Regions from separate parts of the Rattus norvegicus genome. Here region 1 is linked to region 2. A link is a contact called in public Hi-C data. All regions are on one chromosome and are shown on one strand. Each heading gives the region's core, a stretch centred on a gene start, on an enhancer-like site or on the middle of the called end of the contact. The rest is flanking DNA. Distances are from core to core; before and after follow the strand shown. Region 1 overlaps Ctdp1 (CTD phosphatase subunit 1). Region 2 overlaps Slc66a2 (solute carrier family 66 member 2).

What was found. Hi-C and Micro-C count contacts between places; a contact is called where the count stands out from the background.
Region 1: a contact with region 2 is called in a Hi-C map of psoas muscle, with 2.1 times the contacts expected there. The contact joins two enhancer-like sites.

Annotation. Positions count from the first base shown.
Region 1 is chr18:76,151,541-76,157,355 of GRCr8, reverse strand. Ctdp1 (CTD phosphatase subunit 1) reads left to right here. Exons shown (of 13, transcript NM_001414395.1): 11 at 1,625-1,787. Among named protein-coding and RNA genes, the nearest start is that of Ctdp1, 36 kb to the left of the region's middle. Within about 2 kb of position 3,250, at least 1 of the 93 cell types and tissues checked has an H3K27ac peak or open chromatin away from gene starts, as enhancers often do.
Region 2 is chr18:76,005,955-76,011,874 of GRCr8, reverse strand. All of the region lies in intron 4 of Slc66a2 (solute carrier family 66 member 2), which reads right to left. Among named protein-coding and RNA genes, the nearest start is that of Slc66a2, 30 kb to the right of the region's middle. Within about 2 kb of position 2,059, at least 5 of the 93 cell types and tissues checked have an H3K27ac peak or open chromatin away from gene starts, as enhancers often do.

The sequences.
Region 1 (5,815 bases), core at 2,001-4,500, 140 kb before region 2:
AGCTTTCCTACAGTGTCTGTGGAGTGTTCAGGGATGGCCAGTGTTGTGTAGAGATAGCTCAGCTGACTATTTAAGGTAACCAAGCAACAGAGAGTCCGACAGCTGCCCGTGAGGGTCTACTTGCCTCATCCCCAAATCCCTTACAAATTTATTTACAAAAAATAGCATGAGGGTTTTACTGTAGCCCATTTACCAGTAATCCTGGTGTCTCACTGTTCAAGTCCTCATCTGTCTTATAGGGCAGTGCTGGGCCTTGGCTACACACATCCTCTTCCTGCTTTCCGCTGAGCTGTCTGTCTGAGGTCACACTGAGTTCCAAAGCTAGGAACATGGAGTCTTACTTTTGGAAAAGCAGAGAATGCACTTTTTAGATTTCTGGGTAGAAAATCTTTTGCCCTCAATAAATAACATTCAGTTAACCTAATATAATTTCTTTTTAATTTTGTGACTTAGAATTAATGCCCCATTATTCTTTGTTATTACATTTTGTGTGTGTGTGTGTGTGTGTGTGAGAGAGAGAGAGAGAGAGAGAGAGAGAGAGTGTGTGTGTGTGTGTGTGTGTGTGTGTGTATATGGTATCACATCCTTGTGGAGGTCAGGGGACTTGTGGGCGTCAGTTCTTTGTTTCCACCTTGTGGATCCTGGGGAGCTGATCCAGGTGGTCCGGCCTGCCTGAGAGTGCCTTTATCAGCCCCACTGTCTTGTCAGGTGCCACACTTCTCCTTGAGGTAATGAGGGCTTGTCACCTTATGCGCAGTGTCTGTAATGGCCAGCCTGGGATCCCGTGGCCAGTGGTGCTCAGCTTCTCGTTTCATTCCTCACCTCAGGAAGGACTTGTTCTAGAAACAACTGTTTTACTCTCTAGCACAGGCTGGCCTCAAACTCACAACAGTGTTCCTGCTTCAGCCTTCTAAGTCCTAGAATTGTGCATGGGAGCCACTTTGCCTGGTGTACCTTAAACTTTGACACCAATTTAAACATGAATAAAATATATTCAGTGAGGTTTGGCACACGCAGATGCACATTGCAGATAGAAACTTTTTCAACAGAGCTGCAGTTTTGCTGGTAACGTTAGCATCTTAGGTGTCCAGGTTGGAAGTGTCTTGACTTTGATCCTGGCAGCTGATTGGTTACTGTAGTACTCGGTGAAGCTGTGCACCCGCAATCTAATGTTTCTTCCTTTGTAGGCAGATTAATTCCACCCCACTGAGGTCCACCTCTTAGCTCCCCATTCCTGTCTGGCTTCTGTTCTGTGCTCTGAACAGAATGTAAACGCCACTTCTGCTTCCTTTTGGTTTTTAATGGTTCTTAGCTTTACTCAAGGGTAAATGGCACTCCCTGATGATTTCCAGCAGTTAGTCAGGTGATGGCCTGTAGACAAGGTGGTTTCTCTGTAAAGGAGGTGAGTGTGGGTGTCCTCAAGGCTCAGGACATGTCCCAGGAGGAGATGCTGGGTCTGCTACACAAGCAGAGATAGCAAGTGGGTAGCATGGACGGGCTGCCTTGACTTCCCTACAAGTGTTCTCTGTGTGTCTCACCCATGCAAGAGTCAGGTGTCTGCTACCGAGCTGGAAAGGTACTGTGGAACTGCCTTCCTCACGCGGGACTGTAACATTCCTTACAGAGCTGTTCAGCCACATCAGCAGCAAATGTTTGGTGAAGAGCTGCCAGAATCCCAAGATGGAGAGCAGCCTGGCCCTGCTAGAAGAAAGCGACAGCCCAGTATGTCAGAGACAATGCCGCTGTACACTCTCTGTAAGGAGGACTTAGAGAGTATGGACAAAGAGGTGAGAACGTGCTGCAGGCCCCAGTCTCCAGAGGCTGCTGTGCACAAGCACATCCCAGATCCCGGAAGCTGGGCTTCCTTCCATGCAGGGTAGGCGCAGGTGTGGTGAGCCAGCTTCCGGTTTCCTATTCCGAAGGATTTGTAACCATGTGAAATGACGTGCCCGTGTGTTTGGCAACAAGAGCACACAGCCGCCACTCCCAGGGTGCGTGATCGTATCTGCAGGTGTTCCAAGTTGGCATAAAAAGAGGGCGCTTCTGGCATTTTGAGGTACAGGAGCCACAGGAGTTTTTAGGGTACCCTGCTGAAGGAGCTGTCCAGACAGAAAGCTGAGAGGAGTCGAGAGAAGAAAGGCTTAATTAGCTTGCATTCAGTCATAGTTTTTTTTAAATACATTAATTCAGATAAATTAAGACCAGTTTCTTCTGTCATTTTTACACCACCATGTTTAAGTTCATAATGTGAAGTTAGTTTTTTCAAATGCTCAATATGGAGAATTGAATACCCTGACTACAGGTGTGTTTTAATTACAGCCTAATTGATATGGAGTGGGGCAGGTTATCCCTTAGAGCTAAAAGCAAAGCTGTGCCACAGGTCAGTATTGTCTGTATTCTAGACTCATGTTCTTATACCACCTTAGACCAGGGTATTCCTGTGTCCCTTGGCCTTACACATCTTCCTCTGGGCTTTTGCTCCAGGGGTTTTTGTGGTGTGGTCTGTGCAGTCATTTGCTCTGCAGACTGCTTTGGGAGGAAACAGCAGCATGGCGGGCCCCAGGGTGGGGAGAGCCAAGTGCACTCTAGAGATGGGCTACAGGTCACGGGGACAGGAGCTGCCCTCTGCATGCCTCCTACAGCTGCGGGTGAGTGCATCCACCTGACACTGCTCTGCTGTGAGGACAGAAAGGCTTCCTCGCTATTGACCATGCAGCAGAGTGCTCAAGGAAGAAGAAACCATGGCTCTTATGTACGTTTTTAGCAAACGCAAGAAAATACATTTGTTTTTAAGATGAAATCTCATCAGAACTCAGATTCTCTCTCAGATGGTAGCTTCTTTTCTGAACTGTCTACCATGTTCTGTGGGTTTTGAACTAACAGTTGTCATTTCATGAGTGTTTTCTCGGTCACTGCTTCCCTGTCCTCAGTCCCAGCTGTCTTGGATCTGAGAGCAGTGCTGGCTCCTGTGAGCACACTTGGCTCTCCCCACCCGGGGGCCTGCCATGTTGCTGCTTCCCTTCTGACTTCACAGGAATTCCCTTGCAGTCCATTTGACACTACTTGGCCTTATTGTTGGCTTTTATTCCCTTCATGTCCTAAGACCTCAAATTGTGCTGTGAAACAGCAAATTTTACTTACTCTAAAATCTTATGCTTTTAGCCATAGAAGCCAGCCTTTACCTCTGCCTAACCTCAGGCCTACAGAAGCTCCTCCTCCTGGGGAGGAGCTGCAGCTCTGGCTTGCTGATCTTGCAAAGCTGGGGGGAGAAGATTGGCAGCTTCACATTCCTACACGGGCTTTGATCCTTCCTATGTCCTGAGACCATAAATAAAGCATCCTTGGCCTTCAACAGAGCCAGAGCCAGGCTTTCCGTGTGGGCATAAGGGAGATGCCTTCTGAGTTCATGGGTCCTGGATCACCTTGGACTATTTGTCCAGTTTTCTTGGGGACAAAGTGGGCTGCAGGTAGTCTCACAAAACATTAGCCTCTGTCCACTTAGGATCCTCATGACACGTCCACATCCGTTAGGTAGTGATAAGCCACGTGGGTGCTCTAACTGTCTTCTGTGTCGGTGTCTGTCCTGCTTCCAGTAGACAGTGGTCATTACTCAGGGGCCTGTCACATCTACAGAGACCCTGATCTCCAATAAAACCATAGACACGAGGACCGGTGCAAGGCCTTGGGATGGGGAGAGGCATCAACCTGCGTGATCAGTCTCCCGGGAGCTTGACAAGAAGCACACAGTCCCCTCCATCCATGTTGCTGCCCAGGTGCTTCCTTGGGTGAGCTGGAGTGGGGTTTTCCTGAGATATTTTAACCTGGTTTATAGACTAGGTGTGCAAACCACACAGTTACTTGTAGTGAATCATGAAGAAATTTATTTTAAAAGAATTCTTTGGTATACCAATAACCTTGTCGCTTATTAACAGTCAAAGCAAACTTGTATTCTAATAATATGCTTATTCAGTAAGTGTTCATAAATACATGTTGTCATGCATGTGAATGCCAGAGGACAGCCTTGGACATTGTTCCTACAGTGCTGTCCACCTTGGTTTTTGAGAAAGGGAGGGTCTCACCAGTTTAGAACTCACCAGCTGGGCTAGGCTGACTGGCCAGGCCAGTAAACCCAGTGGTTCACCTGTCTGCCTACAGAGCTAGGCTTATAATGTGTACCACTGTGCCTGGCTCTTTGAGTAAGTTCTAGGGATTTAATTCAGAACGTCTTCTTTTTTAAGGAAAAGATGATTTTCCTTCTAAAACATTAAATCTCGATTAAATATTTGATACTGCAGAACATGGAACTTTCTTAGCATTTTTCATTTTAGTTGATATTTTGCTTTTGTAATCATCAATTCTGATGGTACCATTTTATAAAAAATAAAAATCATAGAAGATAGCAGTAATATACTCAGAGCCATTTCAAAAATTGTTGGGAAATTATGTGTTAATCCCAACCAATGTTCATTTGATGATTTTTTTTAATGTAATTCAAATCAGCAACTCAAAACAGCAATTTAAAAATCAGCATTTTAATACAATACACATGAAAGCAATACACTAATTTCATATTTGTTTCCTAACGATAGGAAAATATTCATTGTTTTCTATACTGTTGTGTTTCTTTAAGAGCAGACAGTCTTGTATGAACAGCACTGCAGTTCATGACAGACATCAGCCTCCACTCTGAGCCAAGGCATTTCAGACAGCATCCATTGGCACTGTGTGTAATGGCAGGGTACAAAATGTACACGTCTGTCCATAACTCTGTTAGTTAGTTTTAACTGTCAACTTGACATAACCCAGAAAGTGAATCTTAGCAAGGAATGACCTTGATCAGGTTGCCTGTGGGTATGTCTATGGGGTATTTTCTAGATTGTTAATTGAGTCAAGAAGGCCCACCCTGAATGTGGGCAGCACCAATTCACAGACAGAGCCCTAAACTGTCTAAGAGTGAAGAAAGTCTGCCCAGCATAGTGGCAAGCAGGCAGGCCCTGGTGAAATCACTTGTCTCCACCTTCGCTGGGTGTGCTGTGATTAGCTGTTTTGTCCTGGCACCATGGTTTTTCCTCAGTGATGGACTGGCCTAGAATCAGAACCAAGTAAGCCCTCTCTTCCCCTCAGGCCTGCTTTGGTCGAGGTGTTTATCATAGCAACAGGATTGTTACTAGAGAACCTGACCACGTGCCTTCTGGTGCTGTGGACTGTTTTATTGGCAGATTGTGGGAGATTTTGGAACTTTGGGCCAAAAAAGCTTATGAGTGCTAATTGTTTAGTGGCCTTTTGGTAGGAGCTTGGAAGATAAGTATGGTAAGAATAATGCAAACAATGGAGAAATGTTTCAGAGGGGAACCAGGATTTTTGCCCTTACCTGGATTGGGGTTATTTGTGGATGTTTTTGCTGCAAATTTGTGTGCCTGGGGCTGAGAAGCGTCTGATTGTCAGAGCTGAGCACCAGAGGTGAAATGTTCTAGGCTTCACTGGGACAAGAGGAACATGTTTCCTCTGGGTCAGCAGACAGATGGCTGCCAAGGGGGTCAGGCTACATCTTGTGCTTCCAGCGGAACCTAGCAATGTATGAGTATTGTCCACATCATACTGGTTTTGAAGGCATGAAAGACACAAGAATAAGGGAGCCATGGTGAATGGCTGAGGCATGGTGCTTGTGACAGGGTCACTATACCTGTGGTGAGGGAGGGCCTGCTTACAGAAAAAGGAGACTCAGGAGTGTTACTTTCCATTTCTCCCCACTGTGTCCGTTCTCCCTGACCTGGTAGGCAGGATTCCCCATGTCACCCCTCACTCCTGACTCGAT
Region 2 (5,920 bases), core at 810-3,309:
TGAAGGGTGTGCAAATGTGGGGTCATAGGTAGGTTACCACTGCAGGTGTTGCACAAGTCTGAGGCTGCAGGTGAAGAGAACCAGTCTGTATGGCATGACACATCTGAGGTCGGGAGCCCCAGAGTTCACCCAGAATGAAGAGAGTGACGCCCAGGAAGAAGCTTTAGTTCTCATTTCAAAACCAGGCAGAGCCGCACTGTAGGGCTCAGAACACCCAGGGTGATTGACAGGGGCAGCGGGGACAAAACATGGGTCTTGTTGGGTCACCAATGCTTCAGTCCCTCGACAGAGCAGCGTGTAGATGGGGCTGCATCTGATTCATTGCCTCTCAAACAAAGCCCAGGATTCCCCTAGGACAGACAGTCATACCCGCCACACTTCCAGAAGGCCTCTACGACAGCCACGCCTGTGCAGGTCCTGGGGAAATGCCTGGCTGGTCGTGTTTATACACTTATAGCAAACAGAAAGCAGGCGCTGGACTCAGGTTCCACCCTTATAGTCGGTGGCTCAAAGCCCACGTGAGACAGCAGGCTGAGCGAGAGCACGTCATGGCCTAGAAAGAAAACTAGATCTAGCGGTGATTCTTCTAAGTTTGAAGCGAACCAACCTAAGCCAAAAAAGCCCTGCAGGGAGGTGACCAACTTGCCCCTCAAAGTCACCGATGCGTGGTGAGCATTTGCTGGGGCAAAACATGCAGAGGTGACCTACGTGGCCCAGTCAGACCCAGGGAGAGGGTGCTTTGATAATTCATCCGGTGTTAGACTGAGTGGGTGTGGGGTCCCTCGGGCTTGACTCCAAGTCTTCCAGACACAGGTCCCTAGCACAGGACATACAGCTGTAGCCCTGTGTCCCGGACCACCTGTCCCTATCCAAGCCACCTGCCCAGGCCTTCACTGTTAGCATCCCCTTGCCCCAAGTGCATAGTTATGTCTACAGCGAATAGAGAAATGAAGCAACTGCTGGAGCACGGTGCTACCCAGTGCCGGGGATATTCTTAGCCACCTGGGTTCTTCCATCGGACGGCCTCTATCCTCCTGGAAAGATAGCTCAATGGTCCCGTCAACACCATTCTGTTCCTGGGACGAGAGTCTAACCATGCCGAGGTCCTGGCATGCTCTGAATTGCTCAGTGAGCTAACAGAGGGAAAGGAGACCACAGTCGCACACCCCAGAGGATATAGGGCTGCTGTACGCAGGACAGATGCAAATCGGTTTCCTGGGACTATTACTGCTTTGTTCGCTCCGAGGCAATGAGTGCTACCTGTCCTCCCCCAAACCAGGATGTCCCTAGCCAGCGCCATCTTCACGAGCAAACAGTAAGCACACTGCTCCTGAAACCCCAGCACTCGGGAGGCCCAGGCAGGAGGATCAAATGTTCATTCGGTCAGACATGGTAGCGCACGCCTTCAATCCCAGTACTTGGGAGGCAGAGGCAAGTGGATCTCTATAAGTTCAAGGTCAGCCTGAACTACATATCAAGTCCTAGGACTACATAGAGAGACTCATTCTCAGAAAAAGGGAAGAAAGAAAGAGAGAAGAGTTCAAGGGCATTCTGGGAGTGTGGGGGTGTGGTAGAAATATACCACATGCCAAGAAGTTGTTTCTTTCTCTCTCTCTCTCTCTCTTTCTCTCTCTCTCTCTCTCTCTCTCTCTCTCTCTCTCTCTCTCTCTCTCTCTCTCTCTCTCTCTTCCTTGGATGGAGGAAACAGCTGCCGGAGGGTCTCTAACCAAGGTATTCCGATTCCCACAGTACAGGTTACCCACTCTCCAGGCTGTTAGCGGTGGAGTCAGTGTGGGTGAGGAGCAGACTGTCATGGTAGAGGCCTCGATTTTCTGCATCAAGATCACACTGTAGCTGGCGGCCGAGGCATGGCTGTGGTTCCACTTCCATCCCTCCCTTCTGCCTCTGCCCGGTGTTGACTGCTGTCTTCCATGGGCCTCCTGGCCTGACCCCTCTTGGCCTCCCCACTGTTTTAATCTAGGCTCTCATTACCTCACTCTCGGCTCCGGCATTTCTCTTCCCAACAGGGCTGCCAGATCACTGCTCTTAAAATACCTCCTCACCTCATCCTTGTCCTGGGCAGCCGACAGGAATGCCTCTCTCCGGCACCCAGGGCTGCAAAGCCAACTGCTGCACCTGCTCAGCTTCAGCTCAATGGCATGCTGGCCACGCTGACCTCAGCCCAGAACCAAGTCGCCACTACCACCTACAAAAGCCCTGCCACCCAAGTCATGTCCCCTTGGTAACCCGGGTTAGCCAATGTCCTCTTAGATGAGACACAGGAAAAGCAGACACATGGGCAATGTCTTCCTTAGGTATCTATCGTAGGCTGCCACTGCAGTCCCAACATGACTGGGGATGGCCTTGAACTCGTAATCATCCTGTCTCTGCCTCCTAGATGCTAGCGTTACAGGTGTGTATCCCCATGGCTAGTTTAGGCGATGCTGAGGATCAAACCCCCGGAGCGTGCTAGGCAAGCACGCTACCCACTGAGTATCCCCACCCCTAGAGTTGATACTTAGGTGTTGAATGGACAACCGAGAAAGGAGGAGGATAAGCCAGAGCATGATGTAGGAGAGATATTTACAAATCACACATTTGATACAACTCTAATACCCTGAACAGAATTTTTAAATTCTTACCATTCTGTAATAAAAACACTGCAAATACACATTTTAAAACAGGCAGAGATCTTGAGAAGATACTTCCTCAAGAACAGAGCCAGGTCCACAGGAGATGTTCGCTGTCGTTTTAACTGTCAGTGAAATGCAAACCAAACCATCCCGAGCAAGCACTTCACACCCACCAGGGTGTTGGAACTAAAGAGCAAGTAAGAGCAGCTACGGGGATCAGGACCACACGCACGCACACACACTCACACACACACTCACAAACACACACTCACAAACACACACTAACACACTCACACTCACAAACACACACGAACACACTCACGAACACACACACTCACATACACTCACACTCACACATACACACAACATACACTCTTACACACACACAATCTCACACATACCACATAACACACACACCACACACAATCACACAACACACACAACATATACTCACACACCACACATACACACACTCACTCACACATACCACACACGCACCACACAATCACACAACGTACACTCACACACACTCACACACACACACTCACACACAGATACCGACCACCTTCCCCCCCACCGTACCCCCAACCCCGCACCCTGTACAACTAGTGGAACACGAAAACATGTTCCCTGGAATACAGGCTGGCAGTTCCACAGATCACACCCCAAGCCATCATATGACCTGGCCATTCTCTGCCTACATGCTTTCTCTATAAAGGAAAACAGTATGTCCAGAAGAACTTATCCACGAAATCAGGACAGCATGAGTCAACCAAAGGCAGACAAACATCTGGAACATCCACATCATGAAGTTGTAGAAAGGAACGACCCAGAAGGCCACACAGTATATGATTCCAGACATGTAACGACCAGAACAGGCCAATCAAGAAAGACAGAAAGCAAGTAAATAGGGTGAAGTCTGTGTCAGAAGGCAGGGCTGCTAATGAGTTCAAGTTTCTCACCCTTTATGGAGAGACGATGCTAAAATTAGAACGTAATGCTGCTTCCAGAGCCTGGGCACGGACCACCACGCTCCCCCGGGTACCCTGTAAGCGGAGTACCTAGCAGGGTGGTACCCGGCCTTTCTGCTCTGGGCACAATGAGAGGCATTTCTTCTCCCAGCACAGGCTGACTGCTGAGGTCTGGTAGTGACCAAGACATGTCCTAGAAGAAGCATGCTGGGTTTCCCAAAAGGCTATGAATGAGGGGCCTGCTCCGGGGACCATAGTTAGATCTGAATGATCATAGGTTAAGTAAAGCCCGGTTTCTGGGAGCATCCACTATGGCAAGAGAGCCCAGAGTCCCAACTGGATCCTGCAGAGAGGCCTAGCTCAGGGGCCTGAAGCTACCTCCACCCTGACTGCCTTCCTTAGCGGCCCTTCCTGGCTGGATTCTTCAGACTCCTCCATGCCTCGCCCTCCCCATTCTGCATTTGCAGTGCCTTCCCCAGCCACTCCCTCCTGTTTCTGTGCTGGTGAAGGCTGCAGGAGGCTTGGCTTCCTCCCTCCTTTACGCCCACCCCCACCCTCCAGTAATTACTTGTTAGGGAACAGTCTTCAATTCTAGTAAAACCCGGGGGAAGAAGAACACAAACACCTCCCCACACACACAGGATCCACCTCACAGAGGTCCACCGCGTTAATTAGTAAAGTTATTCCAGAAGCATCATCATTCATCACCGGCTACAAAGCCGTGGACAGTTAATATTTTTCAGGAGGGAAATGATTCAGAAGTATCTAGAGTAGTAGCCCCAAGATGGGAAATGTGCCTGTGGAGGTTGTGTGTGTGCATGTGTGTGCACATGTGTAGAGTGTGTGTACACATGTGTAGAGTAAGTGTGTGTGTGCACATGTGTAGAGTGTGTGTGTGCACATGTGTAGAGTGTGTGTGTGCATATGTGTAGAGTGTGTGTGTGCACATGTGTAGAGTAAGTGTGTGTGTGTGCACACGTGTAGAGAAGTGAGTGTGTGTATGTGTGTGCACATGTGTAGAGTGAGTGTGTGTGTGCACATGTGTAGAGTAAGTGTGTGTGTGTGTGTGTGTGTGTGTGTGTGTGTGTACACACGTGTAGAGTAAGACTTTCCAGGAAATCCGTTCTGAGGCCTACTAAAGTCAGTCAGAAAGGAATGCGCCACCCACCTCCCCTCCCCCATTCCCAGTCCCAGGAATCCAGAGGTAAAGCACGGTAGGGCTAAAGTCCAATGTAGATTTCTCCCCCTTGCGGTGCAATGGCACAAGCAGACAAGGGATAAAACCCACACAATCTTGCTTCCACCTGACAGCAGCCTCTGATTCTTAGGCCCGTGGCAGTGTCTGTGCCTGTGCACGTCTTAAACCCATTTTCGATCAATCACATGGAGTGCCTGCCTTCTACCAAATTTATCTGAAACGGCGACACTTTCCATGCTTATCACGCAGATCCACGGCAGTCCAGCATGCCATCGAGAAGGTAGGGACACAGTAGGACCTGCGACATCCCCGAGTAGGATTCTGGTGACCAATCCTAATAATAAAGGTGCCGGCTCAGCGGGGCCCGGCGGGGCCGGCGGTATCGGGAGCTTGGCCAGTAAATGCCCCTGTGCACATGAAGGAGCCCAGCGCCTGTGCCTAGAGGATGCTGAGCAGGGAGCCCCAATATCTCCAAACACCGACTCCGTTCTCAGCTGAAAACGGCTTGCCCAACACTTTCGCTTTGGAACAGCGAGTTAGTGGCCTTTCCTCCGCGATCTGCACTGATGTAGACCCAGAGCTAATGCTCTCCTGCACGTCCGCCACTGCACGTCCGCCAGCCCCAAACCAGAGCTGTGGGATCGTCATGGCTCCGGCTCCACCCGATTTCAATCAATCAATCAATCAATCAATCAATCAATCCAGACCCCCGGGGCTCCACCCATCCTCACTAGGGAAACGGGATCTACCATGGTCACGACTGCCAGCCTATCTCTGCCCTTCCTATGTAAGTATCACACTCAGGCCTCTCCTACACTGATTTCTACACCTCACGCTTATAATCTACGTGTGCACAGGAGCCCCGTCCCTACAACCCTGCATCCAGTAAGAAGAACTACAGAGGGATATTAAAACCCCGTATCCGGCATGACCCCAACCCTCTGTCCTGTCCACTGCCTGTCCCTTCCTAACAGGACTTGCTTTCCTTAGCAAAAACAGACCCTATGATTCCACTGATAACAGAGTATCACCAGGACACACCAGGGCGCACAAGGGTGACTCGAACCTTCAGAGAAAGGTGGTCCCCAGAGGCAGGATGGACTTTAGTGAGGAGTGGG